Linked DNA regions of Mus musculus: region 1 is linked to region 2. The links are chromatin contacts, called in public promoter capture Hi-C maps. All regions are on one chromosome and are shown on one strand. Each heading gives the region's core, a stretch centred on a gene start, on an enhancer-like site or on the middle of the called end of the contact. The rest is flanking DNA. Distances are from core to core; before and after follow the strand shown. Region 1 holds the start of Sdr9c7 (4short chain dehydrogenase/reductase family 9C, member 7). Region 2 overlaps Lrp1 (low density lipoprotein receptor-related protein 1).

Evidence for each region. Promoter capture Hi-C pulls out the DNA fragments that hold promoters and counts their contacts.
Region 1: a promoter capture Hi-C map of the HPC-7 cell line shows a contact between it and region 2. The contact joins the promoter of Sdr9c7 here to the enhancer-like site in region 2. A contact is called at or near these places in 2 of 39 promoter capture datasets (the C10 cell line and the HPC-7 cell line), 1 of 15 datasets of contacts at CTCF or cohesin (large pre-B cells), 1 of 484 Hi-C or Micro-C datasets (the G1E-ER4 cell line), 1 of 115 datasets of contacts at active chromatin or transcription factors (pancreatic cancer cells) and 1 of 9 other capture datasets (liver).

The regions. Positions count from the first base shown.
Region 1 is chr10:127,894,585-127,901,888 of GRCm38.p6, reverse strand. Sdr9c7 (4short chain dehydrogenase/reductase family 9C, member 7) reads right to left here and starts at 3,354. Exons shown (of 4, transcript NM_027301.3): 1 at 2,944-3,354. The coding sequence starts at 3,244.
Region 2 is chr10:127,561,644-127,568,457 of GRCm38.p6, reverse strand. Lrp1 (low density lipoprotein receptor-related protein 1) reads left to right here. Exons shown (of 89, transcript NM_008512.2): 38 at 1-105; 39 at 945-1,096; 40 at 1,186-1,310; 41 at 1,624-2,001; 42 at 4,665-4,854. Among named protein-coding and RNA genes, the nearest start is that of Nxph4, 30 kb to the right of the region's middle. Within about 2 kb of position 4,452, at least 77 of the 459 cell types and tissues checked have an H3K27ac peak or open chromatin away from gene starts, as enhancers often do. A contact at or near this core is called in the HPC-7 cell line, where this site is marked.

The sequences.
Region 1 (7,304 bases), core at 2,105-4,604, 330 kb before region 2:
AAACAGAAGGCATGGGATACAGAGTAAGAGACACAGCACTTTTATACAAACGGGTGAATGCTTGAATTCTCCTAAGTAGAAAAACTTTCCAGTTCACTATTACCAAATCAGTCCATCTGTGCATTCATCTAGCAAACTTCATTCATTCATTCATTCATTCATTCTTTCACTCATGTGTCTGCCCTGGGCCAGTTACTAAGCAAAGGAGACACTAAATGAATAAGTTGGGCTCTTACACCTCCAAGAGCTCAGACACCAGAAAGAAAAGTGTGGTAAGAATATCTATAGATACATGCAAAAGAATATTTAATAAAACTACTTGTGGAAAGAGCTATCTCTTTAAATTAGGTAGATAGGATTGGAGAAAAACAGTGTGGTTACCCAGCTCTTGCAGAGCCTCAGGGTTGAAGAACTTCAGGTTCTGGGTCTAGATTTAATTCCAGCCTTGGATAGATGCCTTCTTTCCCTTGGTCTCAGGTCCCTCATCAAACAACACTAGCACAGTTATTCTCAGAAGCCTGCAGGGGAGGGGGCTGTGGGAGAAGAATTCCTTTTGCTTGTTTTATGTATTGAGCTTCTGAGTGAAATCCTACCAGGAGAGATCATGGTAAAGACTGGAAGCTTCTTCCTCCCTCGGATTCCATGAACCCATCCCCTGACCCCTCTGTTCCTTTCCCTGCTATACTCCCATTGATTAACACAGACCTTGCCACCGCACACCTTCTCCTAAGAGCAGATCAGGATGCATGCTTCAATTCTGACCTGTCTTTCCCCTAGCTCTGGGGTCCCTACCTAAGCCACTCCTCTCCCCATCTTATCCCTTCTTCAAGTGAGAGAGAGACTTCAGGGGGATAACAGGTTGATAGGGCTTAGAACCTTCCCAGCTAAGGGAACTCTCTTGCTTTACGGAAGAGAAAATGAGGCTCCTGAGACTCAGACCCTAACCCGTCAGTGGTCTGGGCTCCAGAGAGGGCCACATTCTGCCGGTGTCTCGGACAATGTACTGGGGAAGTGGAATGTATTATCTTTGTTTGTTTCCCTGTAAAGAATACCTAGATGATAGAGCTCCAGGGCTGTGCTTACAGGAGCTTCTCTATCCTGCCTCAGTTTCTCTGCTCTGAGATGCAGGTGTGCATCACCCCTAGTGCTTCTTACACAGAAGATGTTGCTGGGTGGCACACGCAGAATAATGGTCCTCCAAAGATTGTTACCTTCCCAGAACCTGGGAATTTGTTAGGTTATATGGGAAAGAGCTATAGGCAGATGGAAGGCAGCTAATCAACTGACCTTACACAGGGATACATTATCCTAGGTTCACTGGGTAAACCCACAAAACCACAGGATACCTAAGTGGAAACAGAATGCAGGAGCCGAAGAGCCAGAGAAATGAAAAGCCTTTAAGAGGACATGTCCCAGGCTTACTGGAAGAGGGAGTGAGCCACGAGCTAAGGATGATAGTGTGTTTCTCTGGCACCACCCTCGGAGACACGAGCTGTATGTGGTCCTCTCTAGAGTGTAGATCACTGATGCATCAGGACCTGAGGCTCGGGGAGCCTCATTTTCTCCTCTGTCGGAATGTAGGTAGCCTCTGAAGGTGGGAAACCTGGACGTGAGCTCTGCCCTAGAGTCCCCCAGATGAGCAAAGATCTGCTGGGACCTTGAGTCTCGAGAATCATTTTTGGATTTATTCCTTCAGGAATTATGAGGTAATAAATATGTGTTGTCTAACCTATTCATTTGCATGAATTTGTTGCAGCAGCTACAGGAGACCGCCCAGTGAGTAATGAACACAAGAGGCCGGATGGAGGAGGCTGTATTCAGGAAACAGGCTGGGACAGCAGTGTGGTGGAAGAGGCTCACCCCTGCCAAGTTATTCATTAGCTAATTCATTCAGAAAATATCTGCTAAGTACCTTCTTAGGTGCTAGGTTTCCTCCTCGGTCGGTACTCAGGACTTGGGGTGAGTAGAAGAGACACAAAGTCCACTCTTAGGAATCTTAACTCAGCAGAGAAGACATGATAAAGAAAGAGAGGGCCAGCAGGACAGCTCAGCAGAAAGTCCTGAGGCACAAGCCTGAAGACCTGCGTTCCATCCCCAGGGCTCACATGGTGGGAATTGAGAAATGACTTCCAAAAGTTATCCTCTGGCTCACTCATACGCACATTTTTCATACTGTCTTTTCTTTTTCTGTGACTCCAGATCCACAGAGCCAATGCTTTCTTCTGACCTCCTCATGCATGGTACACACACACACACACACACACACACACACACACACACACATCAATCATAACAATAACTTTTTTTAAAAAAAGTAAAATGTTAAAGAGAAAATCAGTGAAGAGCTAGAGTTGTTGGCCTGACCTGGGCAGAGGTCTGGCTTTGACTTTTTAGGAGCCATTACTTCTCCCAGTTTTTGTACTCATAAGTAAGCAATCTAGTGTCTACAGCCTGCATGCAAGTCCCCAGACATTCTTGGTATAGTCCCCAGCACAGGCTCCTTTCCCGGTGGGAACAAGCTCCTGCCAAAGGCAACAACATCTATGGGATATGTGTGTATGTGACGTACAGAAGAGACCTGCCTGTCACACCCATAGATTTCCACCTTTTGCATCTATATGATTATCCCTAGCCTGAGCTGGCCAAGAAATATGGAGCCAATAGTGGGACTCCTGAAGTCTCTAAAACACTTTAGAGGTTTGGGTATTCAGAACTTTCAAGTTGTTGCCTTAGATGGAGGAAATTTCCTCAGGGTGTTTCTTCGTCGTCAGCTGGCCAAACCAGATTCTACTGGACTAGAGCCTTCCAGCCTGTTCCTATTTCATCTTCCCATCCCCATTTGGACATCAGGGTCTCACACACACACACACACACACACACACACACACACACACACACACACAGAGAGAGAGAGAGAGAAGAATATCCAAGAATACACCCCACCTTGCTCGCCCACTTGGTCCCTCACCCACTGGGCTGCTTCCTTGACGTTCTCCGACTTGGTGACATCTAGGAGGAAGGTCTGCAGCTGGTGGGAGGTGTCCTGCAGGAGTTTCTGAGCCCCCTCCTCAGTGAGGCAGGCAGCAAGCACTTTCATGCCCCTATCAACCAGTTGTTTGGCCAACAGGTTCCCAAAGCCGGAGTCACAGCCAGTGATGAAGACATACTTCTCAGAGAGGTTTTTAACCAGATTGCAATTTTTGAACCAGCGGTACATAAAAGCAAAGTCTGTGAGGGCCGCCATGGGAGCTGATGTCTGAGGATGGACCCAGGAGATGGTAGGATAGGCTGATCCTCAGAGCCCAGCAGGCAGCCCACAGGAACCCACAGGAAAGGAGAGCTTCTGAGACTTGCAACAGATACGGGCATCTGGGTGAGCCACTCTGTAATTTTATAGGTGGCTGCATTGCCACAGCAATTAGCTCAGATGCAAGAAATTCAAGTCCAACCTGCAGTGTGTCACTCTGACAAAGCCACTGCCCTGGCCTCTCCATCTCTCCTCTAGACCTTTCAGGAGAGGGATCCAAAAATGGGGATATTCATAGTCATGGGAACTCAAGTGCATTCTGGGAAGGGGCACGGGAGGCAAAGAAGGGCTTAGATCTGATCTGAGCTCTCTTTAAGAAAATCCTATCCCAGTTTTACCTTCTGCCTAGGGATCAAAAACCCTCTTCCGTGCATTTAAGCTTGTCAACAAATTTAATTTTTATTACCTGAAAAAAAAAAGATGAAATCATTAATACAAAGCGAACAAAAGCTGAATTTCGAGGACTGAATTCCAGTAGGAATGAATACCAGCTCATCAGCCCTTAGAGAGCTTTAATTAATGTATTTTCTTTAGTTTAGTTGTTGAGACAGTATCCCTAACAGCCCTGGCTGGCTTGGCCTGAACTTGCCAAGGTGACTTAAAATGGGTGACAGTCCTCTGCCTCTACCAGGCACTGGGATTTCAGGCAGGTGCCACCATGACCGACTTCTCTGGAGATGGTGAGTTTCCATCATGACAAATGATAAAAAATACAGGGTTTTTCCAGGCTGGGTGTGACTCCACAGTGCTGACTCCAGAGTCTCTCTAGAGGAGGCTGGAGGTATGAGTTTCAACTTCTAAAAAGTAGAGAGCCTCAAACAGCTGGGTGTGGTTCTGCACATTTGTTTCAGCAGTTGCGAGGTAGAAATGGGAGGATCTGGAGTTCAAAGGTCATCCTCTGCTACATATCTAGCTAGAGGCCAATCTGGGATACAAGAGATCCTGCCTCAAACAAACAAAACACCCAAAACCAACCGGAACCTTGGTGGTTGTTGGGCGGGTGATATTCAAGTTAGCAGCAAGAAATCTCCATATTGGAAACTAACCTAGTATTCCATCCATCCTATGGGCTGGTGACCTGGCCATTGTAGGAGCCCAGTCCTGAGGGCTCATCAGCTCCCTCAGGAAAGGGATCTTGGGGAAGGTTCCTTTCCTTGTATCCCCAGCACCAGGCATATTTTAGGTAGTTTGATGAGCTGGAGAGACTGAAGGCAAGAAATGCGACAGAGCAAGGGAGGGACTAACACAGCATGCGACACTGTGGCTAGCTGGATGTGCAAGAGGAGAGGGGAGAAGAAGTCAAAATGATTAGAAGGTATGGGGTCAAGGACAGATGGAACAGCAGACGACGGCAAGAGAAGCCAGGAACTAAGACACAGCATTGAGGGGAGTTAGGGAATGGATAGCTCTGATCTGAGGTTCTCTGAGACTGACAGGCAGCCAGACCAGATGACGTTGGACAATTAACTCATTGAAACTGTGGGAAGAGCTTGGGCAGAGTCCTGGGTCCAAGGGAGATGATTTGTAGGGAGAGTGAGGCCAAGGCTTGGAAAGTATCAGGGGCAGCAATTACAGAGAATGATTACAGAGAGTGAGTAGAGACCTTGCAGAAAGTCAGGGCAGATGCTGCTGAAGCAAACGGAAGAAGGAAATCAGTTGGTGTGAGTCTTGAGGGGGCCACACCCAGCATTGTGTAAATTGCAGGGATCTGGTAATGCTGGGAGCTTTCTTGGGTCGACATCCAGGGCCATCAGGATGAGAAAGGTCACTAGCTAACCTCGACTTGTTTAGAGGGTCTGATACAGAAATCGGGTGCAAAAGTTCTCTAAAGAGGGGGAGCAACAGGTGCGTCTTTGTGCCCTACTATTTACCAATGAAGGCAGGTATCACATCGGAGAAGTGACTATGGCCACATGGTACCCGAGAGACCTAAACACCCATGTTTTGTGGACACAAGCAAAGCCAGAAGGATGGATGGTGGTAATGATGAAGATGACAAGGGGGGGCTCTGGATAGAACTCTGGACAGAGATCTCTTTCTCTTCCCACTGTGTGCAGCTCAGTCACAAATGCCAGAGATCCCTTGGCCCCTAGGCTGACCCAGTCCCCGGCATCCTGAAAGGTCCCCACACTGCTCCCTTTTTGTAGAAGCCAGACTCCATTACAGCCAGCATGAATGCACTCCAAAGTGAGAGTTCTGTCCTGTGGTGTGCACGAGCAAAGGGAAGCATTATAGAGAGTTCAGAAGAAGAAACAAAATCGGGTCCACACGTAACGCAGGACCTGGGTCATGAGAAAGCCCCGGGAGCCAGAGAAGTACGGCCCCTGGGGCTGAAAACCACAGTGATGCCATTCGGTGGAACGGTTGAATATTGCTGCAGAGATTTGGCATTTTCCTGCCAAGGCACCAATACAACCTCTCTGTATGTCATACACATCCAACGGATCGTGCGCCTGCTCATGCCTCAGTTCTCTTCCTCAGCAGAAAAGGCACTTCAGCCCTCAGCTGGGCCCCAAACTGTTCCCATCTGCCCAGCTTCCCACCTCCCAGACTCATAAAGGCTTGTGGGTAAGAAAAGGAAGCTAGGGGTTGGTGAGATGGCTCAGCGGGTAAGAGCACTGACTGCTCTTCCGAAGGTCCTGAGTTCAAATCCCAGCAACCACATGGTATGTGGTACAGATAGCCATCTGTAATGAGATCTGATGCCCTCTTCTGGTGTGTCTGAAGTCAGCTACAGTGTACTTATGTACACTGTAATAACAAATAAATCTTTGGACTGGAGCAAGCTGGGTTGACCAGAGCGAGCAGAGGTCCTAAAAATTCAATTCCCAACAACCACATCTAGGCTCACAACTGTCTGTAAAGCTACAGTATACTCACATACATAAAATAAATAAATCTTAAGAAAAAGAAAAGGAAGCTAGAAGTTGTTTCTATTTGGTTATTATTATTATTAATTAGTTTTTCTATTGTGATTTTTTTTTTACCCCTAAACTTCTCAGATCTTTGAAGAATCTTGCCAGTAAAGATTGTTCCCTTTACTCAGAGACAAGACACAGACAGGAATGTGGGTAGTACCTCTGACTGCCCACTGCCCTGATCCCCGCACCCATTCCTTCACCCTTTAGAGACTGCAGCCATGCTCTATGGCTTGTTGATGTCCAGGGTCATGGTCTTCAGTATGTCTGAGGTCCTGTTCTTCTGCTGCTCAACTCCTTTCTCTATCAGATTAGATGTTCAGCCAGCACCCTCATGTAGTTGTCTGGCCAGCAGATTCCAGAGCTGGGTCCCAGCCCATGATGAAGGCTTGCTTGTTTAGGTATGGCTCACCAATACCTGCCTTTCCCTGTGTGAATTCCACAGGCCCACTATGGCCACCAGCTACAGCCAGAGGGTTTCAAAGACACCAAACTCTGAATCAAAATGCACCTGACTGCTGCTCAGACTTAAAAGACTGTGGGCAGCAAGGGCTGTGGTTGGCAGGGCAGCCTGTAGGCTTTGGCATGGCATCCTCAGTTTCCTCCCCGACTCCTGGCCTTCTGGAACTTAGTTCTGTCCCATCTTGGTTCTTCGAATTATTTTCCTATTCTGATAGACAAATGTTCTTGGCTATTTCCTGTCCTGCCCTCGAAGGAAACACCTCATTATTTAGCAAAACCTTCTTGATTTTCCATACCTCCTCAACCCACCTGAGAATCCATACATGCATATTTCATGACACGTTCTCCACCCTAACCAAGTTACAGGCTCCGATTAACATCTCAGAGGCTAGTGGGCAGCTTTGAAATGGGGACTTTCTGAACAAAGGCGGTTGCTATTAATAACCAGGACATGGCATAAAAACACATTTACAGCCACCTGTGCCTAGTGGGTCACACCTGTAAAGTGAGCTGCTTCAGAGGTGGACACAGAAGAACCACAAAGTCAAGGCCAGCCTGCAGGACAGCAGGACCCTGTCTCAGAATGAAGTTTTTTTTCTTTCTTTTCTCTTCTAGAA
Region 2 (6,814 bases), core at 3,203-5,702:
GGTCATTACCCACGTATTGAGCGGTCTCGCCTTGATGGCACAGAGAGAGTGGTGTTGGTTAATGTCAGCATCAGCTGGCCCAATGGCATCTCAGTAGACTATCAGGTACGGATACACCCTGGAGCTGATGAAGGCGATAACCCTAGTTCTGAGCCTTTCCCTATCAGTTTCCCTGTGGTAACCATCAGGGTTAGACGTGGACCAGGGAGGGTGGTGGCAGCCTTTAACCCATTTGTCACCGAGAATAGTAATCTGCCCTAAGACGATGGAGGGTGGTCATGCTGAAGTAGAGTATGAGAAAGCTGGGTGTGGTAGCATATGCTTAACACTCAAGAGGCTGAGACAGGAGGATTACTTCAAGTTTGAGGCCATCTTGGACTATTCAGTAAGATCTTACCTCAAAAATTTAAGATAAATACATAGATAGATAGATACATAGATACATAGATTGATAGATAGATAGATAGATAGATAGATAGATAGATAGATAGATAGATAGATACATGATAGATACATAATAGATATATGGTAGATGTATAAATAGGTAGATGATAGATTGATAGATGACAAATAGATAGGTGATAGATAAATAGATACATATATAGATGCATAGATGATAGATAGATAGATAGATAGATAGATAGATAGATAGATAGATTTTAGATAATAAACATAGGTGTAGGTAAATAGATATATACATAGATACATAGAGATACATAGATATACATAGATACATAGATAAGAAGCTAACATGATATTTGCCTAACATGCTTGGTCCTGGGACTAGTCTCTAATGCTGCAAATGAGGGCAGTAACAATAAATAAATTAAAAAGTATAGAGTGAGGGTGTGTGGTCCACACAGTAAGTGTGGTTACACATGGAGCCGATCCCTACTGGAAAGCAGGAGTTAGCCCCAAGGTGAGCTGGGTACATCTGTCCACAGGGCGGCAAGCTCTACTGGTGTGATGCTCGGATGGACAAGATCGAGCGCATCGACCTGGAAACGGGCGAGAACCGGGAGGTGGTCCTGTCCAGCAATAACATGGATATGTTCTCCGTGTCCGTGTTTGAGGACTTCATCTACTGGAGTGACAGGTGAGGGGGGCTGGGTCCTGCTTCTCCCATGGGTTTCTCCTTTCTGGCTTTTTAGTGACATACCCTACACACGGCTTTCCCTTCTCCAGAACTCACGCCAATGGCTCCATCAAGCGCGGCTGCAAAGACAATGCTACAGACTCCGTGCCTCTGAGGACAGGCATTGGTGTTCAGCTTAAAGACATCAAGGTCTTCAACAGGGACAGGCAGAAGGGTAAGGCTGGGCTCTGGGCCAGGCCAGAAAGGTGAACAAGGACAGCTGAACCTTGGAGGAAGAGGGACAAGGCAGGAAATCAGTCAGAGCCTCCAGGGCACTTTCCAGTGATTCACAAGAGCTGGGGGCAGGGAGTTAGGACTGAGCGGGATAGATCAAGATATTAGATACCATAGCTAAGCAGGGATCAGCTGAAATTTCCAACTGATCCGAGGACAGAGAGACCAAAGAGCCTCTCTTTATGCTATACACCATACTACCTTCTGATGCTCTACCTTCCGATGTTCTACCCTCCGATGCTCTCTGCCCCCAGGTACCAATGTGTGCGCGGTAGCCAACGGCGGGTGCCAGCAGCTCTGCTTGTATCGGGGTGGCGGACAGCGAGCCTGTGCCTGTGCCCACGGGATGCTGGCAGAAGACGGGGCCTCATGCCGAGAGTACGCTGGCTACCTGCTCTACTCAGAGCGGACCATCCTCAAGAGCATCCACCTGTCGGATGAGCGTAACCTCAACGCACCGGTGCAGCCCTTTGAAGACCCCGAGCACATGAAAAATGTCATCGCCCTGGCCTTTGACTACCGAGCAGGCACCTCCCCGGGGACCCCTAACCGCATCTTCTTCAGTGACATCCACTTTGGGAACATCCAGCAGATCAATGACGATGGCTCGGGCAGGACCACCATCGTGGAAAGTAAGCCAAGCCCGAGTCCTCCCAATAAACAGTGGGGCGATGGGGGACTGTCAGTGTGTGGACACACAGGCACCAACCAAACCCACATGCTGGGTGGGCCCCAAGGCAGGGTTTCCCATATCAGAAATACATTATAATTCATAACAACAGCAGCAAAATTACAGTTAGGAAGTAGCAACGGGAAAAATGTACAGTTAGGGTCACCACAGCGCGAGGAACTAACTGTATTAGAGGATTGAGGCACCAGGAAGGTTGAGGACCACTGACCTACGGGGCTGGCAGGATCCACTGCCATTGTGGTAACCTGCACATTGTCCTTTACATGGAGCCAGAAGGAGGCCTCTTCCTTCCTTGCACTGATTTCATTCCACACCAAGATATGCAAGCACAGGCAGCAGACACGGGCCCAGGTGCAACTCTCCCTGAGTGGGAGTCAGCAGATCCAGCGAGCTTCTTACCCTGAACTCAGGAGTCAGGGTCTCAGGGGTGTGCACATGAAAGCTGAGCCTGGCAGCCAGTGGCCCTGCCAGAGCTGTGAAAGCCACAGAGCTGTCACCAGAAAGAGTCTCAGCACTCAGCACTGCCTTTTACCACTTCAGGTTTTCCCTTTGCTGCTGCTGTTGCTGCTGCCGCTGCTGCCGCTTCCTCCTCCTCCTCCTCCTCCTCCTCCTCCCTCCTTCCTTCCTCCTCCTCTTCCTCCTTCTCCTCCTCCTCCTCCACCTCCTCCCTCCTTCCTTCTTCCTCCTCCTCCCTCCTTCCTTCCTCCTCCTCTTCTTCTTCTCCTCTTTCTTCTCCTTCTCCTCCTTGTTCTTCTTCTCCTCCTCCTCCTTTCTCCCTCTTGTTTTTCTTCTCCTCTTCCTCCTTCTCCTCCTCCTCCTCCACCTCCTCCCTCCTTCCTTCTTCCTCCTCCTCCCTCCTTCCTTCCTCCTCCTCTTCTTCTTCTCCTCTTTCTTCTCCTTCTCCTCCTTGTTCTTCTTCTCCTCCTCCTCCTTTCTCCCTCTTGTTTTTCTTCTCCTCCTCCTCATCTTCCTCTTCCTCCTCCTCCTCCTCCTCTCTCCAGCCCCACTTCTTCCCGGAGCGGAAGGCTTAAGATTTATTTATTTTATGTATATGAGTACAATGTCACTCTCTTCAGACACACCAAAAGAGGGCATCAGGTCTCATTCTGGATGGCTATGAGCCACCATGTGATTTCTGGGGATTGAACTCAGGACCTCTGGATGAGCAGTCAGTGCTCTTAACCGCTGAGCCATCTCATCCCCACCCCCTTCTTCTTTACTTCTTTACTTCTTTTTTTTTTTTTAAGATTTATTTATTTATTATACATAAGTACACTGTAGCTGTCTTCAGACACTCCAGAAGAGGGTGTCAGATCTCATTACGGATGGTTGTGAGCCACCATGTAGTTGCTGGGAATTGAACTCAGGACCTTCAGAATAGCAGTCAGTTATCTTAACCTCTGAGCCATCTCTCCAGCCCCACTCCTTTACTTTTTTAAGAAACATTTTGTAGCCACACATAACCTTGATTTGAACTTCTGATCCTCCTGCCTGCACAGCACTGGGGTCATCTGGGATTATAGGTGTGCGCCACTACCATACCCTTTTTTTTTATGTTGTGGTAGGACTTGAACCCAGAGCTTTGTGCATGCTAGGTAGGTGAGCACTGTGTTACCCAAGGTCTATTCCCATTCCTCCTTTGTTCCTCTCTTCATCCAGGAGGTCCATTCAGACCAGCCAGGTGCTGACTAGGTACTGCATAGAAAAGAATAGACCTGTCCCTCTGTCCTTCTGTCTCCTGGCACACTTTCTCTACGACATCCTGTCTGTGTCTAAAAATGGAGCGTCTGAGGGCTGGTGGAGCTCGTGCTCAGCATGTGCAGGACGTTGGGCCCAGCCCCAGCACCTAAACTGGATACTCTCAATCTCAGCTCCATCAGGAGAGACTGGGAGCCAGCCCCTCCTATCACGCTCTCTGTTGTCCGTCCTACAGTGTGCTCCGCCTCTGGCAGTCACATAGACACGCCCCAGGGAGCCCCGGAGCCTCCGCTGGCTGCTGCTCACAGCACTGTTCAGCTCTGTCTTTTTAGTTACATCTGCTTTATAAAACATTCCAGCTCAGCCCAGCGTGATGGCGCACGCCTTCAATCCCAGCACTTGGGAGGCAGAGGCAGGTGTATTTCTAAGTTTGAGGCCAGCCTGGTCTACAGAGTGAGTTCAGGACAGCCAGGGCCACACAGAGAAACCCTGTCTCGACCACCCCATGCTCCCCCTCCCCCCAAAAAATTCCAGTTCAAGGCCTCTGCAAGCAGGAAGCTTTCCAGTCTGGCCCCAGAGGAATAGTAGAATTCAGTTAGCCGGAATCTCCCCCATACATGAATAAACAGAACTCCACTTCTGAAGAGTGTGACCACACATAGGCCGGGAGTGGGGGGTGGGCAAGAGAAGAGGAAGGAAGGTGCCACGGATCATGACGCAGGTGGTGTGACGTGGCTCTGTGAGGGGCCCTGGGGCCCTGGCAAGTCTGACCAAAGAGCCCTCGGAGGAACTCCCGGTTCCCACAATTCCAGGGGAGCCAGTCATGCCCTTAGCACCTACCAGGCTGCCCCTCTGCTTCTGCTGGTTGGCCCTTCTCAACCCACAGCTGTTCCTGTCTCTTCACAGATGTGGGCTCTGTGGAAGGCCTGGCCTATCACCGTGGCTGGGACACACTGTACTGGACAAGCTACACCACATCCACCATCACCCGCCACACCGTGGACCAGACTCGCCCAGGGGCCTTCGAGAGGGAGACAGTCATCACCATGTCCGGAGACGACCACCCGAGAGCCTTTGTGCTGGATGAGTGCCAGAAGTGAGCTGCTGGGCCTGGGGGGTGGGAGCTATGTCATACGGGAACAGAAAGGGGACAGGCAGGGCCCACCATTTCTGGCCTCAGTGAGATGCATCACCTCTCAGGGCGCTGCTTAATACAAGTGTCAGAAATGAAGGGAGGTTGAGGGCCGTGGGAGATGCCTCTGGCTTTGTGACTGGCATTCATCACACAGTACCGTGGGACTCAAAGCTTCAGCGAAGGCTCACTGACCTTGAGGATATGGGCTGGGCCTGTTCAAACCCCTTGCTGAGCAGAGGTCTTATTACAGTGACCAAGAGGCATTGTGAAGGCAGTTGTGAGCACAAGGCCCCAAAGTGAGAAAAGCAAGAAAAGGTCAAACAGGACAGCAACGGGACTGCCCACCATTTGGGCAAGGCTAGCCTGAGCAGGCAGGGAGTCTGGTCTACCTGTCCTGCCTACCCTGTCTTTCTTCATTTTGATGTGCAGGTTACTAGTGAGTCACACCCTCTGCATAGCAGTCCTGGCTCACGTCTGAGCGACCTGCCCTCCCCAGTTCAGCTGGAATCAGAATGCTTTCTATCAGCCTCACTAGGAAACTAAAGCAATGCCACAGCCTTGGTGACCTCACCTGTCTGGGCTGGTCCTGGGGCCTGTCCTTCCTGGGCCTAGAGCCTCTGGGGAGGGGCTGTCATGATATTTTTCTGCCATTCTAAAAGAGGCATCCTCGGTTTCAACCAAGTCCCTCCTGGCTGAGCCCAGGAAAGTGCTCTCTCTTTCTCTCTCTCTCTCTAGAGCCCCAGAGCCAGTGGCTTCAAAAAAACCCAAGTACACAGAGAATGGACTGGTTGGCAGAGGGTGGAGGATTTCATGACTGCCAAAGACCTGCCCTGTGGAAGTCTGGGAGAATGTCATCAGGGAGGCAGCTCAGGGGTGACTAGAGGGCTGAGATTGTCTTAGGTTAGGGGAGAGAGCTGGAAGGAGCCAGTATGTCAGGATAGTGGTTCAGCCAGCCAGCCATACTCCTCCTGATCCTCACTGAAGCATTAGTGTCCTTGGAAATCAGATAGTTGGACAGGTAGAACGTCCACTGTATTTCTAGTTGCTGACCCTCTGCCCCAAGGAAGCCTCCCCTCCCCCACCCCACCATCCCACAAAGCAGCTTTGCCAAACTCTTAACTCAGGGTACATCCCATGTAAGTCAATTTGGTGCTCCGCTGTGAGTGTGGTCTAGGCTGGACTTGAGAGTGTGGAAATCACTGTAAAGCCAGGCTGCACAAGCCAGGAAACAGCACTCGGGCCAGGCAAGGTGGTCCATGACTATAATCTCAGCACTGGGGAGGTGGATGTAGGAACGGTGGGAGTTGAGGTCATTAAGCTATGTAACTAGTTGAAGGGTAGCCTGGGATACAACAGGCCCTATCTGAAGAAGGGAGAGAGAGAGAGAGAAAGCATGCTACAGCTGCTGCCCCAGGACAGGCTGAATGGGTCGCCACCTCCATCCATAAAGAGTCCTGTGTGTGGTGTGATGCATTGGGGAAGCAGAGCAGGCAGATCTCTTGAGTTCAGGGGTAGCCTGGTCTACTGAGACAGTGCCAAGACAGTCAGAGCTACAGGAAACTCGGTCTCATAAACAACAACAGGCCGATCCTGTCCCTGAGGAATGGGTCTCCAGGGCCTCAAAGAGGGAGGCAAGCGTTACGCTGTGGTTGAGCTGGAATGTAGCTCATCTGGCAGACGGTTAGCCTGGCACACGTATGGCAGCATGTTCCCGTAATCCTAGCACTTGGAAAGTGGAGGCAGGAGGATCAGGAGGTAAAGAACCTCAAGCCCAGGCTGGTGATCCTAGAGAGAGAAGAGAACGAAGGGGGTAAACAGACAAGTTACAAGTTCAAGTTCAAACAGACAAGTTACAAGTTCATCAGTGAGGTCAGAGAAGGGAGGGGCTGAGGCACGGTGGCCAGGTCTATTCTGAAACTGT